2 separate regions of the Xenopus laevis genome follow, and region 2 is linked to region 1. A link is a contact called in public Hi-C data. All regions are on one chromosome and are shown on one strand. The core of a region is the stretch at or near the end of the contact, and the rest is flanking DNA. Distances in the headings are between cores, read along the strand shown. Region 1 overlaps scml2.L (sex comb on midleg-like protein 2). Region 2 holds the start of LOC108708312 (cytochrome P450 4F22).

Evidence for each region. Hi-C and Micro-C count contacts between places; a contact is called where the count stands out from the background.
Region 2: a Hi-C map of the XL177 cell line shows a contact between it and region 1, with 3 times the contacts expected there. The contact joins the promoter of LOC108708312 here to the enhancer-like site in region 1.

The regions. Positions count from the first base shown.
Region 1 is chr2L:99,017,104-99,024,518 of Xenopus_laevis_v10.1, reverse strand. The region is part of intron 6 of scml2.L (sex comb on midleg-like protein 2); the gene reads left to right. Among protein-coding and RNA genes, the nearest start is that of scml2.L, 39 kb to the left of the region's middle. Within about 2 kb of position 3,763, at least 3 of the 7 cell types and tissues checked have an H3K27ac peak or open chromatin away from gene starts, as enhancers often do.
Region 2 is chr2L:99,096,008-99,103,136 of Xenopus_laevis_v10.1, reverse strand. It overlaps LOC108708312 (cytochrome P450 4F22), which reads left to right and starts at 3,643. Exons shown (of 13, transcript XM_018246892.2): 1 at 3,643-3,832; 2 at 6,861-7,083. The coding sequence starts at 3,669.

The sequences.
Region 1 (7,415 bases), core at 2,514-5,013:
ATGCCTAAGTGTGGTGGCAGATGTGGCTACGGGGGTGATTAGTAGGCCAGCAACAAATCACCTCTTCTTAGGGCGACTAATCTCCCCTAAATGCCTTTCCGCTGGCTAAAATGTAAATTGCCGGCGGGATGGCACTCGGATCGCTTCGTCTTTCCGAAGTATTTACATTCTAGCTGGCAGGAAGGCATTCAGGGGAGATTAGTCGCCCGAAGAATAGGCGATTTGTTTCTGGCCGACTAATCTCCCCCAGTAGCCACGTCTGCTGCCACCCTAATTGTGGAGGTTAGATGGGGAATATAATTTTGTCAAATGTTATATGAAAAGATTTTGGATTGTCATTGATTTATTTTGTTATTCCATTGTGAAGGGGTCACATGCCAAGCTAAGTGATGGCTACCAAAATCTCTTTATTTTTGTTCCACTTTTTGCTCGCAGTTTCATAATAAATGAATAGGATAGCATTCTGATTGCGTGTGTAGCTTACGGATACCATCCTTATGATTTTTAGATGTGTTCTCCCCCCCCCATTCTGCATCTGCAAGTACTGCAGTGTAAGTTGCTCACTATTACTTTGCAGCTTATCAATGGGTTACTAACAGAAAAAAAACGACAAAAATTCACCATGTATTATACATGAAACATTTATCCAAAAGCAGATGGCTTTACAAAAAATGCTAAACAGATGTTCTCCTTTCAGACTCCCAGTATAGCAAGTTCCCCCAAGAGATTGATCCATTAATGTTGCCTCTCTGCAAAACCTGCCTCTCCTTCCATCTGGGGACTTTTGCAGGACACCCCTATTAGCAGCCCAGTTGTTCCCCCAACAAGGAATTTTTACGTTCCATGCATTATGTCATCATACCTCCCAACATTTTAGAAGTAAAAAGAGGGACAAAAAATGTTTTGGCATGTAGAACAGCGAAAATTGTTGACTACACCCCTTTCTGTGGCCACACCCCCTAATTACCATGTTCATTTTACAAAATCTGTCAGGTTATGAAAGTTTGAAAATATTTCTCCTTATCTAAACTGTTTTTTTGTATCTCAAAATTGTTACAAAGTATCTTATTTGCACCTGTTAGCTGTTCTGGGCTCTCTGCTAAAAGCCAATTAAGTGAGAACTTTGTTTCTTTTTCTGGCTGTTCAGTGCAGAGAGAATAGGGACTTTCCAGTACAAATGAGGGACTGCTGGTTGAGCTGTCAAAAGAGGGACTGTCCCTCCGAAAAATGGACAGTTGGGAGGTATGTGTCATTTCCACACTCTAATAGATGCTCAAGCACTTACACCCACCAAATGCCATTTGGGGGCTTTTTTTTAATGGTGGAAAAAACAATAAATAATAAATAATGATTGTAAGTATTCAAGTCTGTAACCACTGGTATGTTGTTGGCTACTTTGAGGTTTCTTGTTGTGTACCTGTGATATATCATTCTCACAAAATATTTTCTTCTGCTCTTGCAGTACTACAGTTATTGTTTCATTTGATCACATTTTATATCTTTAGAAAGTATCTCATGCTTTTACCTCACAGGCAGAAGGTTTAGGGATAACATTCATTTGATACATTGCTGATGTGGGCATGCAGTAGCCTACAGGCAGAATGTAACTGCATTAAATATTGTCATGACTTTGAAACGTTTCTACTTACCTGGCCTATTATCACATATTCAATGGTTTAAGGCAGAAGTACCCAACTTTTTTTTTTTTTTTTTTTTTTACCTGTGAGCAACATTCCGATGTAAACAGAGTTGGGGAGCAACACAAACATGAAAAATATTCCTGGGTGGTGCAAAATGAGGTCTGTGATTGGCTATTGGTAGCCCCTATGTGGACTGACATCCTACAAGAGGCTCTGCTTGGAATTACACTAGTTTGAGGCCACTGGGAGCAACATCCAATGGGTTGGTGAGCAACATGTTACTCACGAGCCACTGGTTGGGGATCACTGGTTTAAAAGACAAGGAAAGTTAAACTAAAGAAGTAGGCTAGAAATGGTGTACATTATGTTTTGGGCTTCTGTGCCAATCCCAGACAACCAAAGCCCTTTTGAAGGGAAGATCTGTGCCTCCAAAGATGCCCCAGTAGCTCCCCATCTTCTTTTCTGCTGATTCACTGCACATGCTCTGTGCTGCTGTCACTTATAGAGCTTAGGGACAGACTCAAAATATACAGTACACATAGAATAGAAATGTCACAGTATAATGGATAATTATTTCTGGGCAATACAGAAACCAGTGCAACTAGCATCAGAATTGAATAATCAGCCCTGCAGCATTAGCTTATATGACAGGCCAACCTAATTTTCTGCTTGATAATTTGCAACAACCCCTAAGCGTATCTTCTGAACAGCTGCTCAGAGCCCACTGAGCATGTGAGTGTCACAGACACTTTCCAAGATGGTGACCCCCTGTGACAAGTTTGAAGTTCTGGATCATTGCTGCTATTGACAAGCTGAAACTTTAGGCTGGAGCAATAAGTTCAGTATATAAAACATTGCATTTTTAGCCCTATTCATTTTTAGGGTTTAGTTCTCCTTTAAGGTATAAACATTCCCTGCCTATTGCAGGTCTAAGATTAGCTGTGCTAATATTTACAAACACCCTGCATAACTGTGTGTAATTGTTTTTATTTCTATGTGGCCATTATTGGACATTGTATTCTCCAGTCAAAATGAATATAACATAGATCAGCAGTGAACAAATTGTGAGAATATAATTTTGACTGCACGACAAAACAAAATAGTTAATGGGAAGCTTTTTTTTTTTTTTTTTGCTCTGAATAACATAAGCCACATGGACTGTCTTTAGTAAAGTGCTCCGCTGTTTTCGAAAGGATCTTTGTTTCCTGAATGAAGTCTCAAGATAGGTACAAGCAAAGTGCAAGTTACTCTTTATGCTCTTTGTTTTCCTTACCCGTTTCCGCTTGATACAGCCTAATAAGCTCTCGTGAGACTTTTAAACCCTTCTTTCCACTTCCCCAAATGGAGCTTTGTTGGGATATTATTTTCCTTCTCTGTGTACTGGAGTGTTGGCTGCTCTGTTTCTTTTCCCAGTCCCCCCCTTATCTCCCTCCCTGCTTGATCTCTTTCCAGATCCGCTGACCCAACTCAACCTTTGCTCTGCCTCCCAAGGCTGGGGTGAAGCAGCCTGAGCAGGTGACTGATGATTACTGTCAATACAGCTTGCAGACAATATGACATTACTTTAGCAGTTTCTCCCCCCCCCCTTTAAATTCATTCTTTCTTTCTTCCCCTCCCCAACCCCCACTGCCAGCTTTCCACACTCCCCTCCCCACCAGCACCAAATGCAAATATCTCATTACCCATTTGCTAAGATTTTCAGGGCTGAACCGGCAGCAGGGGGCTTTGTTTTAGACTTCTGTGTGTTTTGGTCCTAGTATAACTGAAAATCTAACCAGGGCAGAATCACAAGAGCCTCCTCGCACTTATGTGCAGATCTGCCTTCAAAATAAAAAAGGTAGGGAAACCAGAGACTGTTTATTTTGTGTCCCACCTCACATATGCTTGTAGCCAGTTCATTGTGTAATCCAGACCTTTTGTGTTGGACAAGGAAAGTTAATAAGTCAACTACCATGTGATGTCAGAAAAAATATCTCCTAGGATAACTGCTGATTTACTCAGAGATACAGTGGACATGTGCACACTGTGAGAACTCCTGAGTGGGTATCATGAACTATTGGCCACAGCTGACCTGCTGCCTACTGACAGCCTGCATAGCCCTCTTATACCTTTCTCTTCACACATTCTGTGCCTTCGTGTTTTCTGTCTTCATCTGCATATTAGTCTTTGGATGGAATTTTTCTTCAAGCATAGGGCCACTGATTTCATATTCCTACTCCTGCACTGTTTAGAATAATAAGGTGCCTGTTGTTTATACCTTGTTTTTAAGGTTGCATTATTATATGTGCCTGTGTTAGTTAGTAAAGTACACTTGAAAACTGATGTGATACTGCCTGTAAAAGGTTAACATTTCAATATAGCACAAGTATTTGTGTATGAACTTGTATATAGATATAATTGTATATAATTTTTTTTATACTGATTTTTTACAGCTATATACAGAGTCGTAATGATAACCGTGTTTAGTCTTCAGTCCATTACCCAGCATACAGATTGCCTAAAGGTGGCCATACACGGGCCAATAAAAGCTGCCGACAGACCGAGTCGGCAGCTTATTGGCGCGTGTATGGGGGCCCCCGACGGGCTTCCCCGTTTCGGCCAGATCTCGATCGGATGAGACTAAAAAACCCGTCGGATCGCGGCCGCATCTGTTCGTTGATGCGGTCCCGCGATCTGCCCGTTCGCGTTCGAAAGGATGGGCATATCGGAGAGAGGTGGGCATATCGGAGAGAGGTGGGCATATCGGAGAGAGATCCACTCGTTTGGCGACATCGCCAAACGAGCGGATCTCTCCGTGTATGGCCACCTTAACATTACATCCACAGACTAGTTGGCAACATTATTATTCATAATTAGCAATGCAGAGTACGTTCATTTATAAAACAAAGATTTGAAAAAAAGCCTTGATTTTGCCCAGACTTCAGATAATGTATTAATTTTTTTAAATTAAATGGGCATGCAGTGGTGCATTAGTCTGTGCTTCATAGTGGTGCATGAGGGGGTGCTTTCTCTGCCCTTGACTAAAGGGATGCTGCACTCTGTGATATTTTTTTTTCTTCATGTAGTTTCTGCATGGATTAAAATACTGATTTCAGATTTAGTGGATTTATACAGCAGCTTTTAGAACTGAACACACATTTCCCCTATCTTTTTCTCAGTTTCTGACACTACACGAGAAGAGAATTGTGTTCTGTGTTAAAGGTACATATTGGAAATGGAGTGGAGGAGAGAAATGTTGTTCAGCTCACATGGCTGATTGTAGGAATGGCTGACTTTTTGCTGTACAATGTATTTACACACAGGTAGCATGTGTGCACCTACTGCATGTAAAAGAGACAAGGTTAGACACAGTACTAACATGTTTTGCTTCTAGCAACTGGCAACTCTGTTATATGAGAGTGAATGAGCACTGTGCAGTTTTCTCTTTTTAAGAGTTGTTTGCATCTCCAGCTGTTCAAGACTTCAACTATTTATCAGATACTTGATAGGGGTATGGAGGCCTTGAAAAGGCTGGAAACACCAGAAAATTAAAATGCTCCACATACATTAACATGTGCTATCTGCTTGCCCTATTAATAATTCAGCAGAATGTCTGTGTCCTGTAATTGCATTGTGCCAATGATGATATTTTCCTTATTCTAGTGAACCTCATGCATGAATATCAGAGGATAGTTTGTAACTGCTTTGCTTTTTATGATGTCTTGAATTTGCAAATTGGCTTGTTTTGAAACTTTTTGTCAGCTTTTTTTTGCCTGCATTTTGCCCGGATCCATGCCTGTGTGTAGTAGCTAGTCTCTGGCATCGGCCTAAGTGCAGCTTCACAGAGCAGATATTTCTGCAAATATTAATGATTTTGTGTTTTTTCATGCTGATGTGTACTCCTCTGTGTAGCTGTATGCAGCCCGACGTTGTGCTTGTCAGTGGAGCTACAAATAGACGTGGATCTGCTTCTCCACCTGCATACAAAGCACAGGCACACACAAGAGGACCCTATGCCTTGTGCACATAGATTTGACATCAGTCCCTGGCCAGTGGAGCTTAAAGTGATACTGACACTAAAAAACGACTTTTTAAAATATGAATGTGCCGGTACATTAAAAGTTACTTATAGGTCATGCTGCATTGGGCAAATGCTTCATGGCAAAATTATAAGAAACATGCAAAGTCAATTTTATGGTAGATGTAAAAAATGTTACATTTCTGCTGTCAGTATCTTTTTAAGTTTGCCATAGACGTGCTACGTCTAACAAATAATAGTGACAATCTCCTATTAATATCGTCAGGCAACACATGCAGAGCTATTATCGGTAGCTGATATAAATCTTTTAACCTGTCCGATCAACTGAACGACCGATTGATCGCCATGGTGTGGGTAATCCACACACGGTCCGTAAATCGTACAAATCTTCATTTCGTACGATGGTATCTTTGCATCTATGGGCAGCGTTACTCTGTAAGGTCCCTATTATACTCATACACACTAGTCACATTTATCAGGACTCCATTAAACTTCCTGCATGGACAAAACCAATGCAGATGAGGAGAACATGCAAACTCCTTGCAGATAATGTCTTGGCTGAAATAAAGTCTATATCCCCTGTGCATTGTTCTGCTTTGTCATAAGAAATGTTTGCATTATTTATAGTTAATAACAAAAAAAATCTTACTTTTATCAAAAAAAAACTATCATAGTTACAGTTAAGTGAGTAAAACAAGGTCAGTAATTTAGTTGACTGATGGCATATCACTGAATCATTTGTTTACTTTTAGCTGGTGTAACATGAGAAATGCAATTAACTTTTAAACAGCATCTGTAGATAAAAGTTAAAACAAAAAGAGCCTTCTGTTAAGTGGAATTGTGGCTGAATGGTTAGGAATAAAGGCAGAACCAAAGTTTGTCTATTATTTTATGCCAGTGTACATGTAAAGAATAATGCTTGTTTTAAGTGAAGCAGCTGCAAAGTTTACAGTATTTGGATTGACTGTATGAGACTATACTATACCTATTTACAGTAAATGTATAAAAATAAACTTGGGTTTTGGTTCATATAAGCCACCAGCATCCTTACATATAGGAAAACAAAGTCACACCTTCACTATTTTAATTATTTTTAATCAAGGTTTCTAATCTGCAACATAATTGGAATGCATTGGTGCATCCCTAGTCAAAACAGTTTTAAAGGAACAGTAACATCAAAAAATTAAAGTGTTTTTAAGTAAAAAAAATAATGCAGTATTGCCAGGCACGGTGTTTGCTTCAGAAACACTATTATTGTTTATATAAATAAGCTGCTTTGTAGCAATGGGGGCAGCTATTCAAAGGAGAAATTGTTCAGGTTACACAGCAGATAAGCTCTGTAGATAATGGTGTTATCTGTTATCCAACAGTGGTCCCCAACCAGTAGCTCGTGAGCAACATGTTGCTCTCTGACCTCTTGGATGTTGCTCCCCAAGGCCTCAAAGCAGTTACTTATTTTTGAATTTCAGGCTCAGAGGCAAGGATTGGTTGCATAGAAACTAGGTGTACTGCCAAATAGAAGCCCCTGTAGACTGCCAGTCTTCATGGAGGCTACTAAATGGTCAATCACAGCACTTATTTGGTAACTCCAGGAACATTTTTCATGCTTGTGTTGCTCCCCTGCTCCTTTTACATCTGAATGTTGCTCACAGGTAGGAAAGGTTGGGGATCCTTGATTTAACCTGTGTTATATAGCCCTTTTTTATTTCTACCATTGCTACTCAGCAGTAGCAATAATGAATTATAGTAGTGTTTCT
Region 2 (7,129 bases), core at 2,394-4,893, 79 kb before region 1:
GTTTCCACGAGGCAAGTTATATATTAAAATGAAGTTGCTACTTTAAAAGCTCAGCCAATGATAAACAAAGCTCCAAAGAATTAAGATGGGTTCCCAAATCTTTTTATATAACTCTATTGGTGTTGCAGTATACAGTCATATGAAATAGTTTGGAAACCCATCTTTATTTTTTGTAGTTCTGTTTATCATTGGCTGAGCTTTCAAAGTAGCAACTTCCTTTTTTAATATATAACATGCCTTATGGAAACAGTAGTATTTCAGCAGTGACATAATGTTTATTGGATTAACAGAAAATATACAATATGCATCATAACAAAATTAGACAGGTACATACATTTGGGCACCACAACAGAGATATTCCATCAATACTTAGTTGAGCCTCCTTTTGCAAATGTAACAGCCTCTAGACGCCTCCTATAGCCTTTGATGAGATTCTGGATGGCGGTATTTTTGACCATTCGTCCATACAAAATCTCTCCAGTTCAGCTAAATTTGATGGCCGCTGAGCATGGACAGCCTGCTTAAAATCATCCCATAGATTTTCGATGATATTCAAGTCTGGGGACTGTGACGCCATTCCAGAATATTGTACTTCTTCCTCTGCATAAATGTCTTTGTAGATTTGGAAGTGTTTTTAGGGTCATTGTCTTGTTAGAATATCCAACCCCTGCGTAAACCTTAGGTTTGTGACTGATGCTTGAACATTATCCTGAAGAATTTGTTGATATTGGGTTGAATTCATCCGACCCTCGACTTTAACAAGGGTCCCAATCCCTGAATTAGCAACACAGCCCCACAGCATGATGGAACCTCCACCAGATTTGACAGTAGGTAGCAGTTGTTTTTCTTGGAATGCAGTGTTCCTCTTCCACCACTGTCTCATCAGTCCAAAGCACTTTGTTCCAAAAAGAGTGTGGCTTGTCTAAATGAGCTTTTGCATACAACATGCGACTCTGTTTGTGGCGTGAGTGTAGAAAGGGCTTCTTTCTCATCACCCTGCCATACAAATGTTCTGTGTGCAAATTGCGCTGAATTGTAGAACAATGTACAGATACACCATCTGCAGCAAGATGTTCTTGCAGGTCTTGGAGGTGATCTTTGGGTTGTCTGTAACCATTCTCACAATCCTCCGCATATGCTGCTCCTGTATTCTTCTTGGCCTGCCAGACCTGGGTTTTACAGCAACTGTGCCTGTGGCCTTCCATATCCTGATTACATTCCTTACAGTTGAAACAGACAGTTGAGATAGCTTTTTGTAGCCTTCCCGTAAACCATGATTCCGAACAATCTTTGTTTTTAGATCTTTTGAGAGTTACTTTGAGGACCCCATGCTGTCATGGAGAGTCAATCAGAAGCACAACTTGCAATTGGCCACCTTAAAGGAGAAGGAAACCCCCTGGGCGCAAATCCCCTCCCCTGTGTTGCACCCCTCCCTCCTCCCCCCTGGCCTACCTGTCCCCCTGGGCAAATGCCCCTAACTTGTTACTCACCCCTCTGCGCAGGTCCTGTCCACGGAGTTCACAGGCGCCATCTTCTCCCACGCGGCCTTCCTGCTTTGACTGGCGTCTTCTGGCGCATGCGCAGTAGGAACATTTACAGGTACGGATCTACTGCACATGCGCCGAATGTCACAGTAGATCCATACCTGTAAATGTTCCGCGCATGCGCCAGAAGACGCCAGTCAAAGCAGGAAGACCGCGTGGGAGAAGATGGCGCCTGTGAACTCCGTGGACAGGACCTGCGCAGAGGGGTGAGTAACAAGTTAGGGGCATTTGCCCAGGGGGACAGGTAGGCCAGGAGGGAGGGGGGCAACACAGGGGAGGGATTTTGCACCCAGGGGGTTTCCTTCTTATTTAAAACCTTTTCTCATGATTGGACACACCTGCCTATGAAGTTCAAGGTTTAACAAGCTAATCCAACCAATTTGGTGTTGCCAGTAATCAGTACTGAGCAGTTACATGCATTCAGATTAGCAAAATTACAAGGGTACCACCAACATTTCTGCACAGCCAGTTTTTCACACTTTATTTAATTTCATACAACTGAATACTGTTTCACTAAAAATCTTTGTTCAGAAAACACCCCAGTACTCAGATGTTCCTGGAAAATGAAAGACATACCACTGTTCTCTTTTTTTGTTGAAAGTGGAGTTCCCAAACATTTTCATATGACTTTACCTTACAATATATTACGCAGGTCTACAAGCTTTCCCATCATTTGGTCTGACCATGCCCTAGTACAGGTAATATTGCTACTTTCTAATTCCCGCAAGAGTTTAGTCAGCACTCTTACCTCCAGAAATCCTTTCATTTGCTGCAAGTCTCACAGTTTCCACCACCAACTGATTTTCGAATTCTTTGTATCACAGACAGCACCATCCATGAATGTATTTTCTTAAAATGCCTTTATTGAAACATAGGCTCTTGACCCAGATAAAATACTTTTTTTTTTTTTTGATCAGTATCAAAACAAAGCCTGTTAAGATGCAGTCATGAAGACATATATACAATTGTTGATGAACTTTCTATTGGAACTGTTTAGGAAACTAATAAATCCGTTATACGGGGGTATATCAAAATGGCATTGTACCAAGAAAATGAGTTTACAACTAAGCTTGAAGCCCTTGAAATTTCTGTCCGATTGTTAGAAGTTAGACATAAAATGACCCAGTCTCCGAACCTTTTAGATAGATGGCTATGGCTAGATCTCAATTGAAAATAATGTTGCAAGAGAAAGCTAAAAAAATACTTTTTTTTATTAGTTTTCTTTTTCTCTGTAATAATATGGTAGTACCTTTTACTGGATTCTGTCTAGGTTACATATATCCATATTGGTGGTGAAACAATCATGCCGGGTTTTATTAAATCTTTAATAGGGGAAAGCTTTTCATTGTTTGTGTCCTTTTCGACTGATTTGAGACGTCAACAACTTCCTTGCAAACAAATGGCTTATGTAAACATGCATAGTGCATGTATTAAAATGTTGCAATTGCAAAGTTGTTTTTGTGCACCAAAATATTTAGTGAAACTTTAGAGCAGGTATTAATGCTTACCTTTGCTCAGCAATATAAGCATGGGACCTGTTATCCGGAAAGCTCCAAATTACAGAAATGGTGTCTCTCATAGACCCCATTTTATCCAAATAATCCAAATTTTTAAGAATGATTTTCTTTTTCTCTGTAAAAATAAAACAGTACCTTGTACTTGATCCAAACTAAGATATAATTAATCCTTGTTGGAAACAACACCAGACGTTTGGGTTTATTTAATGTGTAAATGATTTTCTAGTGGACTTAAAGCACGAAGATCCGAATTACAGAAAGATCCGTTATTCGGAAAACTCCAGATCCCGGGCATTCTGGATAATAGATCCCATACCTGTAATGAAATATTCAATAACAAATGATTTTACATTGCAAGCAGCACTAAACATTTACAAAAATGTAATTTTAAACATTGCTTGCAATTTTAATTACATTCCCCCTTATATGTTTTTAACAGATTTAAGGTATGGTGATCCAAATTACAGAGATATCCCTTATCCAGAAGCCCCACTGATCCAAAGTATTCAGGATAACAGATCCCATATTTGTACAGTGAAAACTTGGCAAGACACAACTTCTCATGTATTTCTAATACCATACGTTGCCATTTCAGATACATAACACTATGAGGCAGCAAAACACCATTAGTTCAGAGTCAGATCTGCTATTTTTAGATTGGCTAAAAGGAGGCCGTGCCCAGAGCAAAAGGAAGTGTAGGAAGTATCAAAACAAGATTCACAGAAGTCGTATTTGTTGGGATAGTAACTGTGTTTTGATTGTGTTTTCCAGGTAAGAATCCTTCTTCTTTACTAGCATATATCCTGATACAGCAAAGGTTTATGGTTTATTTTACTTTAAAACAGTTATACTGCTGAATATTATGTATGTATAAATCAGTGAGTAGCACTTTAGTCTATAGTGCAGATGGATTGGTTATTAGCAGAGGAAGCAGCAATATTCTGGTTTGTGGATATGACAATAATAGACGAATACATAATTTCACCTGTTGATTTGGGATCTGCACAGCCTCTAAACCTGATTTCAAGTAATTTATGTCTGAACTGTTAGCTTTACTAGCCAGGGAACTCCTTCCTAGCCCATTGTAACACATGAAACTTACATTTTGTAACTATATACTGTATATTCATATTTATTTATTGCAAAATGTGTTTTCCCTGTATGTGTTATGTGTATGTGTTATGTTATGATGTTATGTACATTGCTGCAAATACAAGTAGTGGCATATAAAGAAAGTTAGACATACAAACCAATAACTCATCATCCATGATCATCCACTGGCAGCTGAGCCATGCTGGGAGCACTAGTTAACACTTAACACTGTAATATTGTAAGGAAATCTTACCTGGCGTACCAAGATGGCAAACGAGGCGCCGGCGTCGGATTGGTCGCCGGCGCCGAAGCATCAGCATCAGAATGGACTCTAGCGTCGAAATGCGTGAGGATGCCAGCGTCATGACGCCACTGCGTCTAATTTTGGCGCCAAAGGAGGCCTATAAAAGACGCTGAGACATTGCTCACATTGCCCTACAATAGGTTCTTCATTCTGAGTTCCTGGGTGCGCTTCTACTGTTATTGTCTTGACCTTTTGTGTATTGATCCTTGCCTGTTCCTGTTTACCGAACTTTTGCTGCCTGAACCGACCTTATTGCCTGGACTTGACCACTCTCTTTCTTAATCCTTGCCTGTACCACGATCTGTTAGACTGGTGCTTCCTCCTTGGTCTGTTACTCTGTCTGAGCCTTTGGGCCCCTTACTAACTATAAAACTATAATAAATAAATAATGAAAACCAATTGAAAAGTTGCTTAGAATTGGCCGTTCTCTAACATAATAAAAGTTACCTTTAAGATGAACCACCCCTTTAAGGATGCAATAAATACAGTATTTTCTTTTCTATCAAGTATCAGAATAATTGTGTTACACTTTCTAAAGCATGTACACAACAACATTTGTTTATTTGACAATGTTTTCCTAATGCTGCTACCTTTCCAACGAAACTGATGGGACCAATTGAGGTCTTGGACCAACAACTGGTTCACATGGGGGAATTTTGAGACCCATTTGCCCCTGACCAAAGATGTCTGTACAGTACTCAGTAAAGGAAATATGGCCAGGCTTATTTTGATCAAGGAAGTGGAAAGAAAATGCATAGACAGCTGATGCTCTTGACCTTCAAGATAGCTGCTGAGCTGATGCCTACCTTGCAGTATAAAACTATAAAATCCAGATACTATCTTTATCAGATAAAGGTAAAAATAGAAAATTGCTGTAAATTGCAAAAGTTCTCAGTGGACCACTTTGACTACATCAATGTATTTTTAGATCCCTTTAAAAATATCAACAATAATACCATTACAACAGGTTATTTATCAAATTAATCGTGTTGTGACTTTATTGCTGTTAACAAAATAGAATCTGAGATAAATATACATTAGGTCAAATGTCCTTCTATGCAGTTTTAATTTAGAACAGAATTATTAAATCAAATTTCCGATTGGCAGCTACAAGCTGCAATTGAATTAAGCAAAAGGGCATTCATCTCAAATGCACAAATAATGCCTAAGGATAGAGGTGGTCAGTAGATACAATATAGCATTTGTAGTAGCAAAAAAACAAGTATTATGCATAATACACTGCTTGCACAGATGGGCACACTATTTTGTACGTTTCTTAAAATTGCCCACAAAAGTACATTTGTACAGCCTTTCATAAATTAGAGCACCATTGCTCCTGCTGCGACTTGTAACTCAGCAACACAGAGGAGACTGCCTTTACTCTAATTTTGTGTAACACTGTATATCTAACTACAAAAAAGAATGGTTGTGGGTGCACACCTGAGGCCAATTTCAAAAAGTCTAATTGGCGGGGGAGGATTTAGCACACAGTTTGAAACCAAGGCATAGGAGTTGTTCACATAAAGTAATGCTATTAAGAAGAGAGGTAAGATACCTATTTTACTATGATTAAAGGTAAACAAGTTAGGGACCACCGTGTGGGGTTTACCTTGACGTGGTATGGTGGCTTATCAATTTTATGATCATAACTTTGTAACTAAAAAACCCTGTTTCAAAACTATATGCACTAGCATTTTTACTTAAATCATTGAGACAGGGAATTAGACTTTTTGAAATTGGCCTCAGGTGTGCACCCACAACCATTCTTTTTTGTATTTGCTGGGAGCTATGGCTAAGCTCCATGTGGTTTGTTGCACCCTCATACCCACCCTTTTAGATTTTTGGTGGTCCTATTGTCCCTTTAATTTTTTTGCTTTGGTTTGTGCAATCACTCTCCCTTAAAAGCCGAAAATGCTAGCGGCATGGGAGGATCTAGCCTGAAGGCAGTCTCTCCCATTTAAAAGCCGCATAGCAGTTGGCGGGGGAGGATTTAGCACACAGTTTGAAACCAAGGCATAGGAGTTGTTCACATAAATTAATGCTATTAAGAAGAGAAATACCTATTTTACTATGATTAAAGGTAAACAAGTTAGGGACCACCGTATGGGGTTTACCTTGACGTGGTATGGTGGCTTATCAATTTGATGATCATAACTTTGTAACTAAAAAACCCTGTTTCAAAACTATATGCACTAGCATTTTTACTTGAATCATTGAGACAGGGAATTAGACTTTTTGAAATTGGCCTCAGGTGTGCACCCACAACCATTCTTTACTGTATATCTAACTACCCTTAAATTTGTGCTTTGGATTACCAAGTAGTTAACAATGTTTTTGCACTTTGTTTCATATTTCTCCGCAGCTTTAATAGGCTCTCCTTTTCTTCTCTCTCTCTCATTACAGGATGTTGCAGTTTTTAGAAGATTTTCTGGACTCCCTAAATATAAGTCACACATCTTTCCGAGTTTATATTTTTGCTGCTGTTATTCTCATGTTCTCACTTATTATTTGTCAAGTCGTTTTAAAGATGGCAGCATTCATTTATGCTTACATCATCAATGCCAGACGCCTGCGTTGTTTTCCAGAGCCGCCAAGACGTAGCTGGCTTTTAGGACATTTGGGAATGGTAAGAATGCTGAAGTCAGTGATGCAGAGAAAACACAAGTTTATTT